Regions from separate parts of the Callithrix jacchus genome. Here region 2 is linked to region 1. A link is a contact called in public Hi-C data. All regions are on one chromosome and are shown on one strand. The core of a region is the stretch at or near the end of the contact, and the rest is flanking DNA. Distances in the headings are between cores, read along the strand shown. Region 1 overlaps MAP2K6 (mitogen-activated protein kinase kinase 6). Region 2 overlaps MAP2K6 (mitogen-activated protein kinase kinase 6).

Region 1 (4,520 bases), core at 1,660-4,159:
CTGCAAAGGTATAGACTGACAGCAAGATATGAAACTTCCCTATTAACACCTGCAGAAAACATCACAATTTATATTGGCCTTTGAGGTATCTTTTGAGGTTTTTTTGCTTGTCTGACACTGATGGCTCCACTTGGACTCACCAAACCACTCCTGTGCCCACCCTCCCAGGAGTGACTCAGCTAAAGAAGACAGCTTTAACTCTCTATAATTTTATCTCTGACCTAACTAAATCAGTAGCAAACACCAATTTCTTAGCCACCCCCTTCCTTCCTCCAAACTGCCTTTGGCAAAATCCCTAACCTAGGATCCTTCTATGAGACTGATTTAAGTAATAACTCTGTCTCTCATGCAGTGTGGCCATGTGGCATGGCTGGCCTCACGCCAGTTAAACTCTTTCTTCACTGCAATGCTGTGGTCTTTATCTGTGTAGCAGGCAGGATGAACCCATTCAGTGGTTACAGATTTTGCACAGGGACAGAAACATTAAAGCGGCTTTAAAGATGCAGATTGAAACCACAGTTCCAACACATACTAGCTGTATAATCACGGGGAGATAAATTAACATCTCCTAGTCTCAGTTTCTTCATCTGTAGCATAATAGTAAGCCCAATGTATTACATTGAGGTAATACAAGTGACACACTTAGTATATAGCCTAGTACAAACTAATCACTTAATACTGTTATTTTTCATTCATTCATTTAATTAATTAATTTATTTATTCATTTATTTTTTTGAGACAGAGTCTTGCTTTGTTGCCCAGGCTGGAGTGCAGTGGCATGGTCTCTGCCAACTTCAATCTCCTCCTCCTGGGTTCAAGCAATTCTTGGGCCTCAGCCTCCCAAGTAGCTTGGATTTCAGGCATCTGCCTCCATGCCCAGCTAATTTTTGTGTTTATAGTAGAGACATGTTTTTGCCATATTGGCCAGGCTGGTCTCAAACAGCTGACCTCAAGTGATCATCCTACCTCAGCCTCCCAAAGTGTTGGGATTACAGGCGTGAGCCACCATGCCCAGCCCTGTTATTTTTCTTTAGGATCAGGGGCTTGATAACATCTAATTTGTCTAAAATTTGCCAACATATAATTTTGGACACTCTTGACAAAGCTGTTTTACCATTTTTATGTCACATTTATGTTTTATTAGAGAAAGTTCTTTCTTGGCGGAAAATACCAATATATTCAATTCTCTAGAACCTGGCTGAAGTGTAGTGACATGGAATAGCCATACCTCTCCTAAGGTATCCTCTGATACCACTTATCCTGGGGTGTACATTTAGGTCAATAGAAAGAAGAGGAACACCATCTAATTTTCTATAGGAATCAAAATATTCTTTAAATTACACTCAAGTCTTTTCTAAAAGTCTCAACCGACACTATGCAAATATTACTTTCCAGCCTGCTTTCAATTTTATTAGAACCTAATATAAGGAAACATCTTTATTCTATACAATTATTTTTTTAAAATAGGCATTTTCCACACTGAAATGAACACAGAGGAAGAATTAAATTTGAACCTAATTTCATTTCAAGTAAATTATGGACACTTATTTGCATCTTTTCTGTTCAATTTATAGCACACATTAGATATTTAAGAAATTAGAATTGTTATACCCCTGTTACTGGAAAGGAGTCCTGATCCAGACTCCAAGAGAGGGTTCTTGGATCTCGTGGGAGAAAGAATTCAAGGCAGTCCATAAAGCAAGTGAAAGCAAGTTTATTAAGTGAAAGCAAGTTTATTAAGAAGGAAAAGGAATAAAGCAGCCCCGAGGGCTGAGGATTGCCCATTTTCATGGTTATTTCTTGATTATATGCTAAACAAGGGGTGGACTATTTATACTTCCCCTTTTTGGACCATGTAGGGTAACTTCCCAATGTTGCTATGGCATTTGTAAACTGTCATGGTGCTGTTGGGAGTGTAGCAGTGAAGACCACCAGAGGTCACTGTCATTGTCTTCTTGGTTTTGGTGGGTTTTAGCCAGCTTCTTTATGCAACCTGTTTTATCAGCAAGGTCTTTATGACCTGTATCTTTTTTTGTGTGTGTGAGACGGAGTTTCACTCTTGTCGTCCAGGCTGGAGTGAATGGCGCAATCTCGGCTCACTGCAACCTCTGCTTCCTGGGTTCAAGTGATTCTCCTGCCCCAACCTCCCGAATAGCTAGGATTATAGGCATGCCCCACCATGCCCAGCTAATTTTGTATTTTTAGTAGAGACAGGGTTTCTCCATGTTGGTCAGGCTGGTCTCGAACTCCCGACCTCAGGTGATCCACTCGCTTTGGTCTCCCAAAGTGCTGGGATTACAGACATGAGCCACGGCACCCAGCATGACCTATATCTTATGCCGACCTCCTATTTCATTCTGTGACTAAGAATACTTTAATGAGTGCAGCCTAGTAGGTCTCAGCCTTATTTTACCAAGCTTCTATTCAAGATGGAGTTTGTTCTGGTTCAAACACCTCTGACCCCTGAACTTCTAAATTGAAAAAAAAAAAAAAAGTATCACTGAAGTGACTTCTTTTTAGAACCATGGAGGGTTTCTTTTCTGAAATGTAACATTTTCTATATGAAGAACTGACATTTTAATTCCATGCCCTACTCACTCATCACACTGCTGTAATCATCATTCCAATTCCTCAACTCAGTGGTTTGTTGTTGTGGGGTTTTTTTTCTATTTATGGTAGATAAAAACTAACATTGATGTTATAAAAATAACATTAAGATGCACATTCAGAGCCCATAAGAAAAACTTTCTGGGTTGAGGACATTTCTGGCTGGCTTTTCAGACAACAAAAGTCCGTTGACTTTTGAAATATCTTTTGTTTGACATTGGATTGTCCCCTTTTGCCTGCTTGATCAGAACAGGTGAATTTAATTTCCTCTTTTCTTTCTTCTATTATCAACTGCAGGCACCTCTTTAAGAGGACCCAGTAGGAGAGAACTGCCCTTGAAATGCTAAAATGGGGAAAACAGCTTGAGAATGTTATGAGGCAAGACAGACTGACGTGAAAGATATTTTCATCTCCATGCACTTGGTGCCAACTCAAGGCCAAGTTAGGAAAAGAGTCCATGATGTACTGTAAAGTAATACTGAATGGAACAGGTGAGTTAAGAATGGAGTAAGAATGGAAAAGTGAGTCAGACATAAAGTCACAACACCCTGAGTTTGTCCTCAAGATAATTATCAGTGGCATTAATTGGCAAATTTCTGTTGCTGTTTAATTGTAAACTAATTAATACTGCAAATATTTGCATTTTGTGGAGAGTACATTACACTGTTCTCAGTATAAAACTAGATGGGGAAGTGGAATTTAGTTTTAAACTCCAACATATCTCTTAAATCACTTATTTCTATTTCAAGCAGGAGAGAAAATTATTGTGCATGAAACCTATAATAATTTACGGTGTTTAACAAGAAAAGGAGAGTGTTCTGCAAGTAAGGGCTTTATTTAAATTTATTAAGGGAGAATGTATTTACACTTCTATGGCAATTTTTCGGTATGACTACTTTCTAACAAATATGAAATCTTTCTGTTCCAAATAGGTGAGTGGTTTAAATCAGAGAGCCTGTATCATGGTCTTTGATTGTTGATCCTGTTTTTACATGGCCTTGAAACAATCTCAGGTTTTTAATTCTTAGCTTTTCCTTTACATAACTATAAAAATGGAAATGATAAAATGCTGAAAGTTTTAAATGTTTGTATGTGTTTGTTTGCTTTGTTTTGGGATTCCCAAGTAGACATTTTTATTTCTATGAAATATTACTACACTGGGAACTTGAAAATACATGGGCAGATTCAGGGGCCAATGCCATAAAAATGAAGACAATTTTGATGAAACAAAACTTTAAAAGTATGAACTTTTAAATACTTTAAACATATATATTTTAGAATGAAGTTTAAAAAATTTTTTTTGAATGTTGTTGAGGGTACAGGGCAATAGAGCTTCTTATATACTGCCAGAGTAGTGTGTGTTGGTAACCTCTTTCTCAAAAGTAATTTATCAACATGTGTCAAGAACTTTAAAAATGTTTTTAAGCCAGGCGTGGTGGCTCACACCTGAATTCTAGCACTTCAGGAGGCTGAGGCAGCTGGATCACTTGAGACCAGGAGTTTGAGACCAACCTGGCTAACATGGTGAAACACCATCTCTAATGAAAATACAAAAACTACCCTGTCATGGTGGTACATGCCTGTTATCCCAGCTACTCGGGAGACTGAGGCACCAGAATCGCTTGAACCCTGGAGGCAGAGGTTGCAGTGAGCTGAGATCGTGTTACTGTACTCCAGCCTGAGTAACAGAGGGAAACTCTTTCCAAAAAAAAAAAACAAATGCATTTTTATTAGTTTGCATAGGCTGCCATAATAAAATTAAAATACCATAGACTCGGTGGCTTAACCAATAGAAATTTATTTCTCACAGTTCTGGAGGCTGGAGTCCAAGAAAAGGTGCCAGCTGATTTGATTTCTGGTGAGGGCTCTCTCTGGCTTATAGAGGGCTGCCTTCTTGCTATGTCCTCACAGAG
Region 2 (4,569 bases), core at 195-2,694, 170 kb after region 1:
GGATCCTGGTTGTTTTTGCTTTCAGACGTCAAGCCTTCTAACGTACTCATTAATGCTCTTGGTCAAGTGAAGATGTGCGATTTTGGAATCAGTGGCTACTTGGTGGACTCTGTAGCTAAAACAATTGATGCAGGTTGCAAGCCATACATGGCCGTAAGTACCTTAGCTAGGGTGACATCTGGTCATATTACTGCTGACAAATCATGCTGGGAAATAAGAGAGGGATGGCCACAGAGGGAAAATGGAAATGTGCCTGAGACTCCAGAAGTAGTCTGCCTCTTAGTTTTTCTTAAACATTTCCTGTCTGAAATCTTCAGCCACTTGCTTCATATATGGTCTTAGTTTGTTCAGGCTGCCATAGCAAAATAACGTAAATCAGGCAGCCTATAAACAACAGAAATTTATTTCTCACCACTTTGGAAGCTAGGAAATTCAAGAGCAAGGCACCAGAAGATTTGGTGTCTGATGAGGGTTCACTTTTCTCAGGATCATACATAGTACCTTCCTGCTTAGTCCTCACATGGTGAAAGGGGTGAAGGATCTCTCTAGGGCTTTTTTTATAAAGAGACCAATCTGTTCATTAGTGTTCCACCTTTATGACTTAATCACCTCCCAAAGGCCCTGCCTCTGATACCATCACATGTGCAATTAGGTTTTACCATGTGGATTTTGGTGGGGCACAAACATTCAGACCATAGTTACTTATGTGTTACTTTGAAAAAATCAAGTGAAAGAGATATGTTGTTTGAAAAAATATATACACAATACATATAGCCTGCACAGTTTTCCAGACTGTGTTGCAGGGGAGTATTACCTTGTTTGTTGAAGACAAAATAATAAGTAGAAGTTAAACTACCCAAGCAAGGCAGTGAGGTTAGTCAAGAGAGGACCTCAAGGCTATGAAGATTCACTGCCATTAGCAGAGATCTTGGAATCCCCTTTAACTGAAAGAACGGACACTATATTCTATCTGGAAATAGACTTGTGCTTTTATTTGAAAAGCTTCCTGTCTGTGTTAGCTAAAATTGCTCAGGTCTATTAGCCTGGAACAGTAGCCCATTGACTCTTGTTTTTCTGAGTTCTGGACTATTAATGTTTTTAACAAGGATAATTCTAGATGGTCAAAGTAGCTTTATAACATATGCCCTATTTCTTCTTAAGGCGAATTTGAAATTTGTTATGAAGGGAACTTGATCCATTACTGTGTCCAAGAAAAGACAAACACAGAAGAAGGGAAACCCCATGGAGACATTGTTATTTATTGTAGTTAACTGGGTCTTTTTGGCCTGGGAGGCATGTTAACAGCTTACAACAACTTACTTGGATGCTACCCCCATCCCCAGAGACTATTGAACTAAGAATGTTATCTCAATTGTCTTCCTAGTTTCTCAGTTGTCTGTTTCCTTTCCAGCCTGAAAGAATAAATCCAGAGCTCAACCAGAAGGGATACAGTGTGAAGTCTGACATTTGGAGTCTGGGCATCACGATGGTAGTGTATGCCAATCATCATGAACTATGAGGCTGTGGGCATGAAACTTGAATGAGGTAGACATTGAGGCCAAGAAACAAATGCCCTAAATGCTGGTTTGGGGCACCCTCTCCTGCTGAGATGGCAGGAGATTTTGAGTAATAATTGTTTGTAGTGTGGTATAGTAGAAATACTGATATGGGATTGGGGAAATCAGTTTTTCTTTTGATTCCACTTCTGATGAGCTATATGCCTTTTTGAGTAATTGTTACAGTCACATGGACTATCTTGCTATCCTCGTCTGTAAAATAAGAGGGTCTGACTAGATTCCTTGTAGTTTAAAATTAAATTATTCAAGCCAAGGCAAGAAGCTTAAGCTATGCAAAGAATGCTAATCTATATCAACCCTGATAGGGCTGTGATATCCAGGACATAGGGTATGCTTCCCAGGATATTTTTATTGGAGAAGTAGAAGTAAAAGTCTGATGAGGTGAGTATATTAGTTCATTTTCACACTGCTGATAAGTGCATACCCAAGACTGGGTAATTTAAAAGAAAAAGAGGTTTAATGGACTCACAGTTCCATGAGGCTGTGGAGGTCTCATAATCGTGGTGGAAGGTGAAAGGTATATCTTACATAGCGGCAGACAAGAGAGAATGAGAGAGCCAAGTGAAAAGGGAAACACCTCATAAAATCATCAGATCTCGTGAGACTTTGTCACTACCATGAGAACTGCAGAACAGTATGAGGGAAACTGCACCCCCATGATTCAATTATCTCCTGCTGGGTCCCTCCCACAACATGTAGGAATTATGGGAGGTACAATTTAAGATGAGATTTGGGTGGGGACACAGCCAAACCATATCAGTCAGGTATCTCCTCAGTGTATGATAACCAATAGGATTATTTCCTTAGACATGGCCATAAAGTTATTGATTTATTCAGATCTTATTCATAACTTTGGTGATCATAAATTTTATAACTTCGGTGGTCATACATTTTCAGTGTATCACCAAGGTCTGGAATTATCCACTGTGGTGCTGGCTCCTCCCCAGGCACAGCAGCTGAATAAATCCCGTGAGTTATTTCTCCTGCCTGCTCAGAAAACACATGATCCTGTAATGCAAAGTGGCCTTTTCTCAAGTCCAAAAAAAGATCAGTCATTTGGTCCTAGGTTGCTTTCTTTCCCCTGTCATTTCACCAAGGCTCCTGCAGGTGGCAGTATATGCTCAGCTCTGGAAACGTCTTAGGCTGGGAATTACTTTTCAGACCAAACATTTGAAGTACTGGTAGCTTTACATCCTGAAGTTTAATACTGTTGGCTTGCAATTTTTATGAAGTACCACAGTGAGTTTTAGTGAGGGGCCTGGTTTTAGATAGGCTTAAGTGGCTGTGTCTAGTAAGTAATATTAAAAAAATCCCTAGGACTAGGAATTTGGGGAAAATTGCTAAAGAATAGATTATTAGTTTATTCTCTGCCCCCCCCCACACCCCCCGACTTATACTTCAATTTTGCTTTGTGTTTCCCTCTGCCTATCCACAGATGAAACACGGGTGATTCCCTAAAGCAGCCCTGTTGAAACTGTTGTCTCCTTGTTTCCTCTCTCCTCCAGATTGAGTTGGCCATCCTTCGATTTCCCTATGATTCATGGGGAACTCCATTTCAGCAGCTCAAACAGGTGGTAGAGGAGCCATCACCACAACTCCCAGCAGACAAGTTCTCTGCAGAGTTTGTTGACTTTACCTCACAGTGGTAAGAGAGTCTCACCTCCCAAGTGTCAGTGCAAAAGAAGAAGAGTTTTCATGAGTTTCTTCCATCGGGGTTGAACCATCATGCATACATTCATTCTGAAAGCATTTGTGGAGTATGCCCTCTCTGCTGGAGAAGGAAAGATGACCATATCACATTTGCTGCCCTCACTGAGCCCAAAGTCAAGTAGGGAAGTCTCATAAATGAATAATTATAGCATAATGTGGCAAGTCCAGTGATGGAGATAGGGGCATGGACAATTTAAGGAACTCAGAGGGAAGACCTCAGGAGAGGCTTTTCTGGAGGAGATAAATCTGGAGCTGAGTCCATGGGAGGTATTTTCCAAGCAAAAGGGAAATAGGGAAGGAAAGATATTCCAAACAGAAGGAACATCATTCACAATGTCACAAAAGCAAGAAACTCCTTCATATGAGCTTTAATCAATTTGATATTGATGAGAACACAAAGAGAAAGCTGGATGGGACCCACTACAGGTCTGGGGATAGAGAGCAGAGGCAAAGAATTACTTTAGGTGAGAAGATAATGGGTAGTTTGAGAGTGTTTCTTAGGTCCCCAGAAGTCTTGTAGAACCTTGGCTGCTACTGAATACTTGCTAACTATGGAGAAACTTGCTTACAAGGGCATAATGGATGATGCTGGAGTTCTGGGAAGGGAATTCAAAGAAAGTTGGAATGGAAAGAGGGAGGGAGCCATACTCATGTGGTAGACTGTATTTCCATGATAACTGACAGGGCAGTCAAGAAAAGTAACAGAGGGGAAAGTAAACTCTAGACAAGTCATTTCTATCTGCATAGAGGTCATGATGCCTAGCATGACTTGGTAGTAATGATCATTGCAAGTGATGCTGGAAGCAGAATGCTGGAAGTGAAGCACACCACTAAGCCAGGTTAGTGTATGTGGCCATCCAGCAGAAATAGAGGAGAATTGGGAGGAAGGGAGCTTAGAGATAGTGGCAAGCCCTGCTCTGATCTTGGGAGGGGAGCAGTTCTGAGCACTTGCTGCTGGGGAAGGGCCTGGAGTTCTGAAGGCTGTTTGAGGAAGATGAAGGAACACCTTCCTCATGGTTTCCTTCCTTGGCTTCCATGCTTTTTAGAAGTGCTGTGAGGTGGAGTGCAGTGGCTCACACCTGTAATCCCAGTACTTTGGGAGGCCGAGGTGGGTGGGTTACCTGAGGTCAGAGTTTGAGACCAGTCTGGCCAACATGATGAAAACCCAACTTTATTAAAAATACAATAAATTAGCTGGGCGTGGTGGTAGATGCCTGTAATCCCAGCTACTCAGGAGGCTGAGACAGGAGAATTACTTGAACCCAGGAGGTGGAGGTTGCAG

The links. Hi-C and Micro-C count contacts between places; a contact is called where the count stands out from the background.
Region 2: a contact with region 1 is called in a Hi-C map of skeletal muscle, with 2.7 times the contacts expected there. The contact joins two enhancer-like sites. A contact is called at or near these places in 2 of 3 Hi-C or Micro-C datasets (induced pluripotent stem cells and skeletal muscle).

The regions. Positions count from the first base shown.
Region 1 is chr5:125,362,027-125,366,546 of calJac240_pri, forward strand. It overlaps MAP2K6 (mitogen-activated protein kinase kinase 6), which reads left to right. Exons shown (of 14, transcript XM_078374516.1): 3 at 2,905-3,098. The coding sequence starts at 3,065. Among named protein-coding and RNA genes, the nearest start is that of MAP2K6, 28 kb to the left of the region's middle. Within about 2 kb of position 2,910, at least 1 of the 16 cell types and tissues checked has an H3K27ac peak or open chromatin away from gene starts, as enhancers often do. A contact at or near this core is called in skeletal muscle, where this site is marked.
Region 2 is chr5:125,534,322-125,538,890 of calJac240_pri, forward strand. It overlaps MAP2K6 (mitogen-activated protein kinase kinase 6), which reads left to right. Exons shown (of 14, transcript XM_078374516.1): 10 at 26-153; 11 at 1,412-1,489; 12 at 3,083-3,222. Among named protein-coding and RNA genes, the nearest start is that of MAP2K6, 200 kb to the left of the region's middle. Within about 2 kb of position 1,445, at least 2 of the 16 cell types and tissues checked have an H3K27ac peak or open chromatin away from gene starts, as enhancers often do. A contact at or near this core is called in skeletal muscle, where this site is marked.